Linked DNA regions of Mus musculus: region 2 is linked to region 1. The links are chromatin contacts, called in public Hi-C maps. All regions are on one chromosome and are shown on one strand. Each heading gives the region's core, a stretch centred on a gene start, on an enhancer-like site or on the middle of the called end of the contact. The rest is flanking DNA. Distances are from core to core; before and after follow the strand shown. Region 1 holds the start of Ubp1 (upstream binding protein 1). Region 2 holds the start of Zcwpw2 (zinc finger, CW type with PWWP domain 2).

Region 1 (4,811 bases), core at 1,255-3,754:
ATCGAGATGTAGAACTCTCAGTTCCTTCTTCAGCAGCACCACGTCTGCCTGTATGTTGTCATGCTTCTCGACAGACATGATGTAACAAACTAAACCTCCAAAACTGTAAGTTAGCCTCAGTGAAATATTTTCCTTTAACTGGGACATGCCTTTAATCTTAGCACTCAGGAGACAGACACATGTGGATCTTTGAGTTCAAGGCCAGCCTGGTCTACAGAATGAGTTCCAGGACAACCAAGACTACACAGAGAAACCCTTTATAAGAGTTGCCATGGTCATTGTTCACCCACTAATAGGGAACGTGAGCTGGGTTTAGACCGTCATGAGACAGGACCTTCAGAAGAGCAATCGGTGCTCTTAACCACTAAGCCATCTCTCCAGGCCATCTTAAAATTCTTAAGCGATAAGGAGGTCGGCCAGTTCCTCCTGCTTTCTGTTTTTTATAACCCACGCACACACGCACGCTCCATCCACAGTGGGGAACAATCATGGAGGAAGAGGGTTCCCAGACTGCCCTTCGAGAATAAAATGGGAGGCCAGAACCAAAGTCTTTTGGATAAAGTACCACATCGGACTATGCACTAACCCATTTGGCTGCCTTCCTTCCCAAGGCATGGATCGTCCCAGCATAGGAAAGATCTCCCTCCCTCCCTCTCTCCCTCTCTCCCTCCTTCCCTCCCTTTTGACCCATTTTCATTCTTCTACCATACACTCAATAAAATTAAATTAAATTAAATTAAATAAAGAGTTGCCATGGTCATGTCTCTCTGTGGCAATAGAAACCCACTGAGACAACATGCATGCACCATTTCAACCTGTTTCCAAAGAGGAATGTTTGACAGAGAAAAGTCATTTTCTTTGGGTATGGTCTTGAATAAATCTAGTTCCAATAATTTCTGTCACCAGGTCTTTCAGTAGAGCTGTGAGCTGAATTAACCTGAAAGTCCTTGCTGTTTTAAGGCAGGGTCTTGGCTGGCCTAGAGCTCAACTGTGAATACCAGGCTTCTATAAACTCACAGAGATTTCTTCCCTGCCCAGTCCTCCAGTGCACTGGGACAAAGAGCACACCCCATCACCCTGGCCCTGACCTTAGATGTTGGCAAATGTTAGCTTTCAGAGGCTGTGCTTCTACATATGTGTGAGTACTCTAGTGCATAAACTGATTAAAGAGACAAATGATAGCACAATTACACTTGTCCCAAGAATCAGAGAATTACTCCCCCTTCCCCCGTTATTTCCAACAGTTAATAATAAACCTGTCAAATGAACGTTGCTGGACCCACATCCGAATCCTTTGGAAACAATATTATGTGAAAAAAGCAATAATCGAGGGCCGGCTTGGAGGGAGCAGTTCTTCTCAAAGCTTGTTAGGGATACCCAGACACAGACTTCCATGAAGCAGTAAAAGGGAGCACTTGGGCATAGATAGGAAGTCTCTATGCTTAGTGTATTCTTTGTCTTTTGCTGCGGGTATCTGTGTGTGTGTGTGTGGTTTTTGTTTGTTTGTTTGTTTGTTTGTTTGTTTTGTCTTCGTGCTACCTGAACCATAACCTCCCGGGTTTGTTTGTTGTCTTTTGTTTTAGAAAAACACTAGTTTTCTTCACGTTAACTCTCACAGCAATTTGCATGGTTTGTGTTAGCGCACATGATTAAGGAATAACGAGGGTGTCACACACTCTTGTGCTATGTGCGTCACCAGATCTTCTGGGCTCTGCAAATTTGCTTTGTTTTGTTTTGAGACAAGCCCTTGTATATAACCTTGATTCAGCCGGAGCTCGCCAAGTAGACCAAGCTGACCTCGAACTCAGACCAGCATGCTTCTGCCTCCGGATTAAAGTTGAGTTGAGAGGGGCGGGGACCTTTTAGGGAGGGCTGACTGGCTTATTCTCCTGCCAATCAAGATCTTCTGCACAACAGACCTAGCTTACATCAGACGAGATGTACCCGCTTTTCTCTGGAGCGGGGGCAAAAGCCGACGAAAGGGTATTTCCCAGAACCGACGGAAGTAGGACCTGGAACCACTTCCTCCAGTGCGGGCCAATGAGCTCTTACTTATGGCAGTCAATTTAGTCCCGGAGGGGAAGAGCGTTTTGATTGGTGGCTCAGCCGGGAACGCAGAGGCTCACGGGAATCCATTCCGGCCGCTTCGCCGTGACTGCCCAGAAGACCTGTCAGTCAGCCGAGCGTAACCGGTCACACCTCTTCCGCCGCCAGGCCGCGACACCGCGGGGGCCGGGCAGCGCCGCTCGGCCCAGGCGCTAGTGCCGCCGCGAGGCGCGGGGCCGCGAGGGGCGGGCCTGGGAGGGGAGCGGCCGCAGGGGCGGGGCCGGAGGAGGAGGCGGAAGCGGCGAGCGAGCCCAAGCCGGAGCCGCATCGAAGCTGCGTCCGGGCCGGCGGAGCGGCGGCGGCGGGGTTGGCCGGGGCGAAGGGGCGCTGGAGCCTGGGCGGGCGGGCAGAGGGCTGGGGGGGGGGGGGCGCGGCCCGGGAGCGGGTGACGGGCGTGCCGGGGGGATGCGCGCTGGGGCTGTGGGGCGGGGCGGGCGGCGGCCGCGGGAGCGGCGCCGGGGGCGGGCGGCGGCATGAGGCGCGGGGCCGGCGGCCGCGGGAGGGCGGCGCGGCTCGCGGCCCGGTCGCTCCCGCCGCAGCTGCTGGCCCGCACGCTGTGCCCTGACAGCTGGGCCTCGGCCGCTCTCGTCTCAGCCGCGTCCCGCGCCGCCGCAGGTGACCACTCGCCGCGCCGCCGGAGGCTTCACCCGCGTCCTCCCTCAGGACGCGCCCGCGGAGCTCGGGCGCCTTCGCCCCGGACCCGGAGGCCGCGCTGCGCGGGGCGGCGGCGAGGCCGGAAGATGGCCTGGGTGCTCAGTATGGACGAGGTGATCGAGTCCGGGCTGGTGCACGACTTCGACTCCAGCCTGTCCGGCATCGGGCAGGAGCTGGGCGCCGGCGCCTACAGCATGAGGTAAGGGGCGCGCGGCTGCCTCCGCCGGGCGGGGCCTGGGCCGCGGGGTCGGGGTCCTGCCGCGTGGCGCCGTGGCCTGGGAGGCCGACGGGGGCGGCTAGCGGCGGAGGACCCCGTCGCTTCTGCCTGGGGAAGCCGCGCTAGCCGTTGAGATTGGGTCAGAGGGGCAGGGACTTTCTTTCCAAGTGATTTACGAGTCCTTTTAGCTGGAGTAGGCTGTACAAAAGGCACTGTTTCTAATGGGAAAACTGTAGCTTTTCCTACGGTGCCTGGTAGCGTGGCCTGCGACTTTCAGCCGCTTGACATTCTGATAGTAAGTTATATTGTGAGTGAAAGTAGCCCTGAGGGTTGGCGAGCGCAGTGACTTGCTTGTATAGTCTCCTGATTGAGAGTGAAGTTGGGCCCTTGCTAGGTTTCTTCATTCTCAAAGTGACTCCCCTCAGGCTGTTTCCTTTTGCAGAGGGCTTTAAGATTGTGCCACACACAATAGTTTAGTCACTGCTGTCTGCACCAGCAGCTGTTCCTTTTTGTGTAATTGGGAGAGGCGGAAACAGATAGGAGCCAAGTGTGTCTGCCCCTTACTTATCCCGAAAGAGTTGAAGAGTTCTTGGTGGCTCGGCAGCCCTTTGTTTCGATGTTGGAATATGGCTTGTGTAGGGTATGGTTTACCCAAGGAGGTAAAAAACGGAGTGGTTTTTGAAACGTGTGAATTAAGTGTAGTACTTAGTTTTCAGCAGTATGGTTGGTTGTGTAAAGTGTGCGATGTGGGCTCCCTGGGGCTCTCCTACCTTTCCTGCCGCCCAGGGGAGGTCAGAAGCATTGTTAATACCCTAAGAGAAATGCCCTGGGTCAGAGCTGGTCTGCACAAGTCCAGCCTCATCCCTGAAGCAATTAGCCTTGACTCTGGCGGGTCGGGAGGTTTCTTGGCCCGTGGAAAGAAGCGGTGGAAAACATACTAAACTAAGAATTAAGCCGCTCGCATGCATCTGACCCTGACTTGGTCTTTGCTTGCCTCCCTAAACTTGGCACCTTCTTTCTCTCAGTTGTGTAACTTGAGGGCTTCGGATGAGGCGGATTGTTTGCTAGACCAACTCTTGGTTGTTGAGGAAATTGAGCTACCGAAAGTCTAGGGATCATCTAGAGAGGACTGGAGAGTAGGCTCTTCTGGAAGTCTTCCTTTAGTGCGTGTCCTTGTCCACTGGAGAGCACAGGAGCGGAGCCCAGCCTGGTCTCCTTGCTTCAAGTTCTCAGTCAGATGGGGCTGCTGAACAGCTTGCTTATTGGTAGGTTTTAGAACTTGGCTTTTTTCTAGGATCTTCTGTGAACTTGTGCTTGGCTAACTTGTGTTTGGGGGGTTATTTCTCTGAAAAGGAAGTCAATTCTTGGTGGCAGCCTTCTCTTAATAATAATCTTTAAGGCATGCTGGCATCTTTGTGGTTCTCATCTATGATACTCCACTCAGGAAAACCTTTTCAGTGTTTTTGGCTATGTCCTTTCATATAAAATTTCTAGAGTCTCAGAAAGTGTCAGTTTTTGAGGGGACTTGTTTATTTGTTTATAAATTAATTGGGTCATGAGAAATCAAGAGGAGTTTGCCTCTTGTGCCTTTCAAGACCTTTGATTTGAAAATTTCAAGTATAAACTACTGTGAAATTGAACTGACAAGTAGACCCTCCTAGGGGCATGAGGCTTCGCTTCTGCAGGCCTCCCCCGTAACCCTGTCCCCCAGAGCAGACTGCTGCTTCTGAGAAGGTATTAGGAAGCAAACTTATCTTTTTGTTATTTGTTCTCACCTGTGAAGCTCAAGAAGTAAGCCTGATGTGGAGCTCACATCTGTAATTTCAGCACTTGG
Region 2 (4,811 bases), core at 1,445-3,944, 4.1 Mb after region 1:
TTGGTTTGGTTTGGTTTGGTTTTTGCTATAGCAATGATAAAGCTAACTTATACATCAAGTTTTGTTATGTACCAAGTTTTCTACTTTTGGCAGTATTTTAAAACTGTTTTAGTAGTAGATATTTTTTTATTAAAAACATCCACTTCCTGCCAGGCAGTGGTGGCGCACACCTTTAATCTCAGCACTTGGGAGGCAGAGGCAGGTGGATTTCTGAGTTCGAGGTCAGCCTGGTCTACAGAGTGAGTTCCAGGACAGCCAGGGCTACACAGAGAAACCATGTCTCAAAAAAAAAAACAAAAAAGAAGAAGAAGAAGAACAGGAGGAGGAGGAGGAGGAAGAAGAGGAGGAAGAGGAAGAGGAAGAGGAAGAGGAAGAAGAAGAAGAAGAAGAAGAAGAAGAAGAAGAAGAAGAAGAAGAAGAAGAAGAAAGAAAGAAAGAAAGAAAAAAGAACAAACAAACAAACAAAAAAAACCCATCCCCTCCCTAAAGAACTTAGCCTGTACACATGACATGTAGAGAAAATGCCTCTAAAACAACGCTAATTAAATGCCATTGAAGATGGTATTAACATGAAAAAACTCTGCTATTACAACTCAGCAATTCTGACACTTTAATTATGTTAAGGATACAGTACTTACAACATAGAATAAACTACAGAAAAATGATTTATAGAGTGGTATGGTGAAATTTCAGTATACAATTTAAATCTACAAACTCACTTAAAACTTTATTCCTCTAAAAATATGTTGTTATTGTTTCACTACAGTATTCTTCAGATACCACACTTTAAAAAAATAAAGTTGGGCTAGAGAGAGGCTCAGTGGTTAAGGGCACTGCCTGCTCTTCTAAAGGACCTAGGTTCAATTCTCACCACCTACATGGAGGCTCAAAACTTCTGTCAACTCTTGATCCAGGGAATACAACTCTTCTGGCTGTCATGGGCACTGCATGCACATGCACATGCACACACACACACACACACACACACACATGCCAGCAAAGCATAACACACATTAAAAACAATGAAAAACAAAAAGGTTTTCATTGCTCAAACAAGGTATTATCAAAATAATACCTGTACTAACCCTAAAAATAAATATTTGCCCCTAAGAGAGCTGAGCCATAGTCGTAACTTATATCAAGGTCCATATTTTTTGATTGTTCAAAACCAAATATACTCCAGTGAAAAAATTATCTACCCATAGGCAAAAACTATATACTCAAAAACCTTCCACAGAACACTGACAGAATTTAAGTTTTCAGTTGACAAAATAATATAGTGCCAAGAAACATGAGCGTTCTTAGTTGTCAATAAATAAATATTAACTATAACTATGACTCTCACATTACTTAACCAGAAATAATCTAGAACTTGTGCTCCTTTTTCTGTCTGTGACCCCCTAAGATTGCAATTAATTTGTCTATGCCTCACCATACAGTTCAATGTTCTAGCATGCACAAGGCTTCGGGTTCAACCTCCAGCACCGCATTGCTTGGTAATGTATAAACCCAAAACCTTGGAGTCAGAAGCAGGAGGTCAGAGAAAAAAAAATTCAAGACTTTGAGGGTAGCCTGGGCTACTTGAGGCCCTGCCGCAAATTTAAAATTAAAAAACAAACGTACAAAAATATGAAGATTTAACAAACTACAGACAGAGAGAATTATAGATGACTAAAATTCTTCACCCGGTGGTGGAAACAAGTGTGTTTGTGGCCATTCTGGGATGCATAAGACTCTGCCTCAAAAAACAAACAAACAAACAAACAAACAAACCCGGAGGATTATCACCTAGAAATAACCGAGAGAGGAGACAACTCTAAGAGCCAGAACAAGTCAAGAGTTGGCCATGGGCTCCTTTTCTCCTGCTACACAGAAGAGCATCCCGGAACCCCCATGAAGTCAGTGAGCGACCTTGCTTCAAAAGATACCCAAGGAGACCGCCACGCGACCCGAAACACGGGGCCTGCGTGGATTCCAGGGGCCCCAGACACGCATCAGCTCTCGGGTTAGCACCACGGTGACAGGCGCCTCTGAGCTGAGCAGCACGGACCCACCTCACGGAATCCCAGTTGCCGCTGAGTGGAAAGGACGCGCTAGAGGGCGCCCTGAACGCGCGCCTCAGCCCAACAGCAGCCAGCCTGCGACGCTGTCTCAGCTCCACTCCGCCTCCCCGCGGCTGGGCGCGACACCTCACCCGCCGCGGGGACCACTGGGACTGGTAGTACGTACGCCCCGCCGCGGAGGCTCACGGGACTCGTAGTGCGCCTCTGCCCTACCGCAGAGGCTCATGGGACCTGTAGTACGCCCCGCCCCGCTAGAGCGCCACTTAGCGGCACCCTATATAGTCTTCAGGTCCGGCTTCCGGTTTCGTCGCGCTGCGCTGGCACCCAGCCTGTGCGCAGCGGCGACACCTTTGTGGGCGGCGGGGCGTTCGTAGACCCTTCTAGAACCCTCTAGGCCTCGCCGCCCCTGAGCGGGGCAGCGGGCGCCGGCGACCCCGGAGTTGACGCGCGTGCTGCTGGGTAACGGGCCTGTTCCGGCGGCCCCGGGCCGCCCCTGCTCGGTTCCTCTGTGACCTCCAGGGCCCCTGACTGCGGGAGCCGCGGCGGAAGACATGGGACTCCCTCGGTGCACCTGTGACGGCCACCTTGACGGGGGAAGCGGTGGCGTCTTCGAGGAAACCGGAAGCCCGTGGTGACCCCTGGCGACCCGGTTTGTTTTCAGCCGGCTTCCAAACACTGGGGAAGCGAAACCCGGTGGCCTTGGGGACCGCCCTACGTAGCCAGGGTTCAGGGTGAGTGGATCGCTCGCGCTCGCCCGGACGGTGGAGACAGCCAGGAGGGGCCTGGTGGCTGTCGCCTGGCCAGACGCACTTCGCTTTCTGTCCCCGGCGCCCTTCTGCTGTTCAGAGCGGCCCAGTCTAGCATCCCTGGTCCCTGCCATCCCACAGCCCCGCTTCCACGGGCTTTTTTTTTTTTTTTTTTTTTTTTTTTTTGCCTTCCCGCTCGGGGATTGCTCAAGTTCGGTCCGTGCTCTTGACTCGCTGGGAACGCTTTCAGTTTTATTTCCTGCACTGGGGTGGCATTTATATCGGAGAGGGAAAGAGGGACGTGGGTAGTGCCGGTGGCGTCTGGGAGTGACCATCAGTCTAACTTGCATGTTTCAGTCCCGTTTTCCGGCTGGGTTGCAAGGCAGGCTAACAGTGGTCCTCCTCGCAAGGAACTCGGAATACTCAGAAAGAGAGATAAAATACCCATGGAAGCTACTAGAAATCAGAAATACCATGTGATGATCAAAAACATTGACATACTGAGACTGAAATTGACCTCTAATCCTTAAGTACAGAAGAGCCACCCCACCCCCGTTTGAATTTTAAGTTGGATTGAACAAAATCTTAAAACAGTTTCATTTCTAGTTCTCAAAAAATGTTCTCCTTACCCTGTCTGTAGTGATCACTCCATCGTCTTAAATGGAAAACAATTGGAATTATTCGCTGAATGGCTACAGAGTGTTGAATGCTCTAGGTTTGTAAATGGACGTTTTCATGTAAATGCGAGAGATTCATTGATGTCTAAAAGGCAGCTTGCTGTCGTGGGAATGCCAGTGGATTAGATGGATAGCCCAGATGTGTAAGCATCGAGTTTTCCACTTCCTCTCTTGAGGAGAAGGCTGCTTACTCTGACTTTCTCCTTCCCCCTTTTCTGAAGTCCAGGGCTTGCTTACCCTCCAAGGCACCCAGTTATAATTTCTAAGAGCTAGGCTGGCTCTGAAGTTGACAACTTAATTTGTATGTTTAATTACTTCATCTGTAAATTGAAGAGTGCTTACCCATCTTAGTGCTTTTTTACATTGATTTAATGAATTCTTAAGAACAAGTCAGGGGGTGGTAGCACATGCTTTTTTAATAATCCCAGCACTGGGGAGTCTTGAGTTGCAGTCTAGCCAGTGCTACAAAGTGAGACATCTTCAAGAAAAAAAAAAGGGGGGGGGGGGGGAGCACAGTTTCTAGCATATAAGTGCCTCTAGCAGAAGTGCTTCGGTAATGGTACCAGAGCATGCCATGCTTACTGAGGGAAATAATATGATTTTTAAAAAAAGCTGAATAGGATGAATATAACTTTAATGCCACATTCTGAATTGAAGTTGTTTTATTGTCAGGAAATAATTATTAACAGCATTTATGTAGGTGTTTAGTTGCATTGAAATACATTATTTTAGATAAGGAGTGGAAAGAAGGCTGCCCTTGGATTGCTTGGCCGTAAAAACTAATCTCTGGGCTTACTGCATTCAGTGAGTCAGGATCATAAAAATGAAAGCTGCCATTTTTCATATTATATATCTGATATTGTTTTTGGACACTTAATAAACTGCAAAGCATTAAGCTACTAAGGCACATATGTTTAAGTGCTGGCGTCATTAAAAAGGGGCACTTCAGAATCCCTCTTAGAGAAGCAAAAGCCATTCCTGCCCCTAATTATTTAAAGTGACAAAAGAAAAGGAATATCTTGTAATTTATTCGTTCTCCGTAAGATTTGTTCTTTTTTTCTCCACTGTTTCTTAACTGACCCGTATGAAGTAGGTTCTTGGATATCCTGGCTTTTCAGAGATAGAAAGCCAGTGGAAATTGTAAACAAGACTCACTTCAGGGAGTGCCCAGGTGTGATTACAGACAAACGCATTCACTTTTCTAAGCCTCCGTTTCCTCACCTGTGCTGTTGATGGTGACTTTCTTGCCAAGTTTGGTGTCAAGATAAGGAATTTAACTTACCAGTTTCTGGCACAACTTGAGTTTCCTTTTATCTCTTCGGGTT

What was found. Hi-C and Micro-C count contacts between places; a contact is called where the count stands out from the background.
Region 2: a contact with region 1 is called in a Hi-C map of CD4 T cells, with 4 times the contacts expected there. The contact joins the promoter of Zcwpw2 here to the promoter of Ubp1 in region 1.

The regions. Positions count from the first base shown.
Region 1 is chr9:113,928,808-113,933,618 of GRCm38.p6, forward strand. It overlaps Ubp1 (upstream binding protein 1), which reads left to right and starts at 2,505. Exons shown (of 16, transcript NM_001372510.1): 1 at 2,505-2,959. The coding sequence starts at 2,847. Gm39439 (a long non-coding RNA gene) reads right to left here and starts at 2,119. Exons shown (of 4, transcript XR_003948257.1): 1 at 1,920-2,119.
Region 2 is chr9:118,038,165-118,042,975 of GRCm38.p6, forward strand. It overlaps Zcwpw2 (zinc finger, CW type with PWWP domain 2), which reads right to left and starts at 2,695. Exons shown (of 9, transcript NM_001378466.1): 1 at 2,055-2,695. It overlaps Azi2 (5-azacytidine induced gene 2), which reads left to right and starts at 2,358. Exons shown (of 8, transcript NM_013727.4): 1 at 2,358-2,794.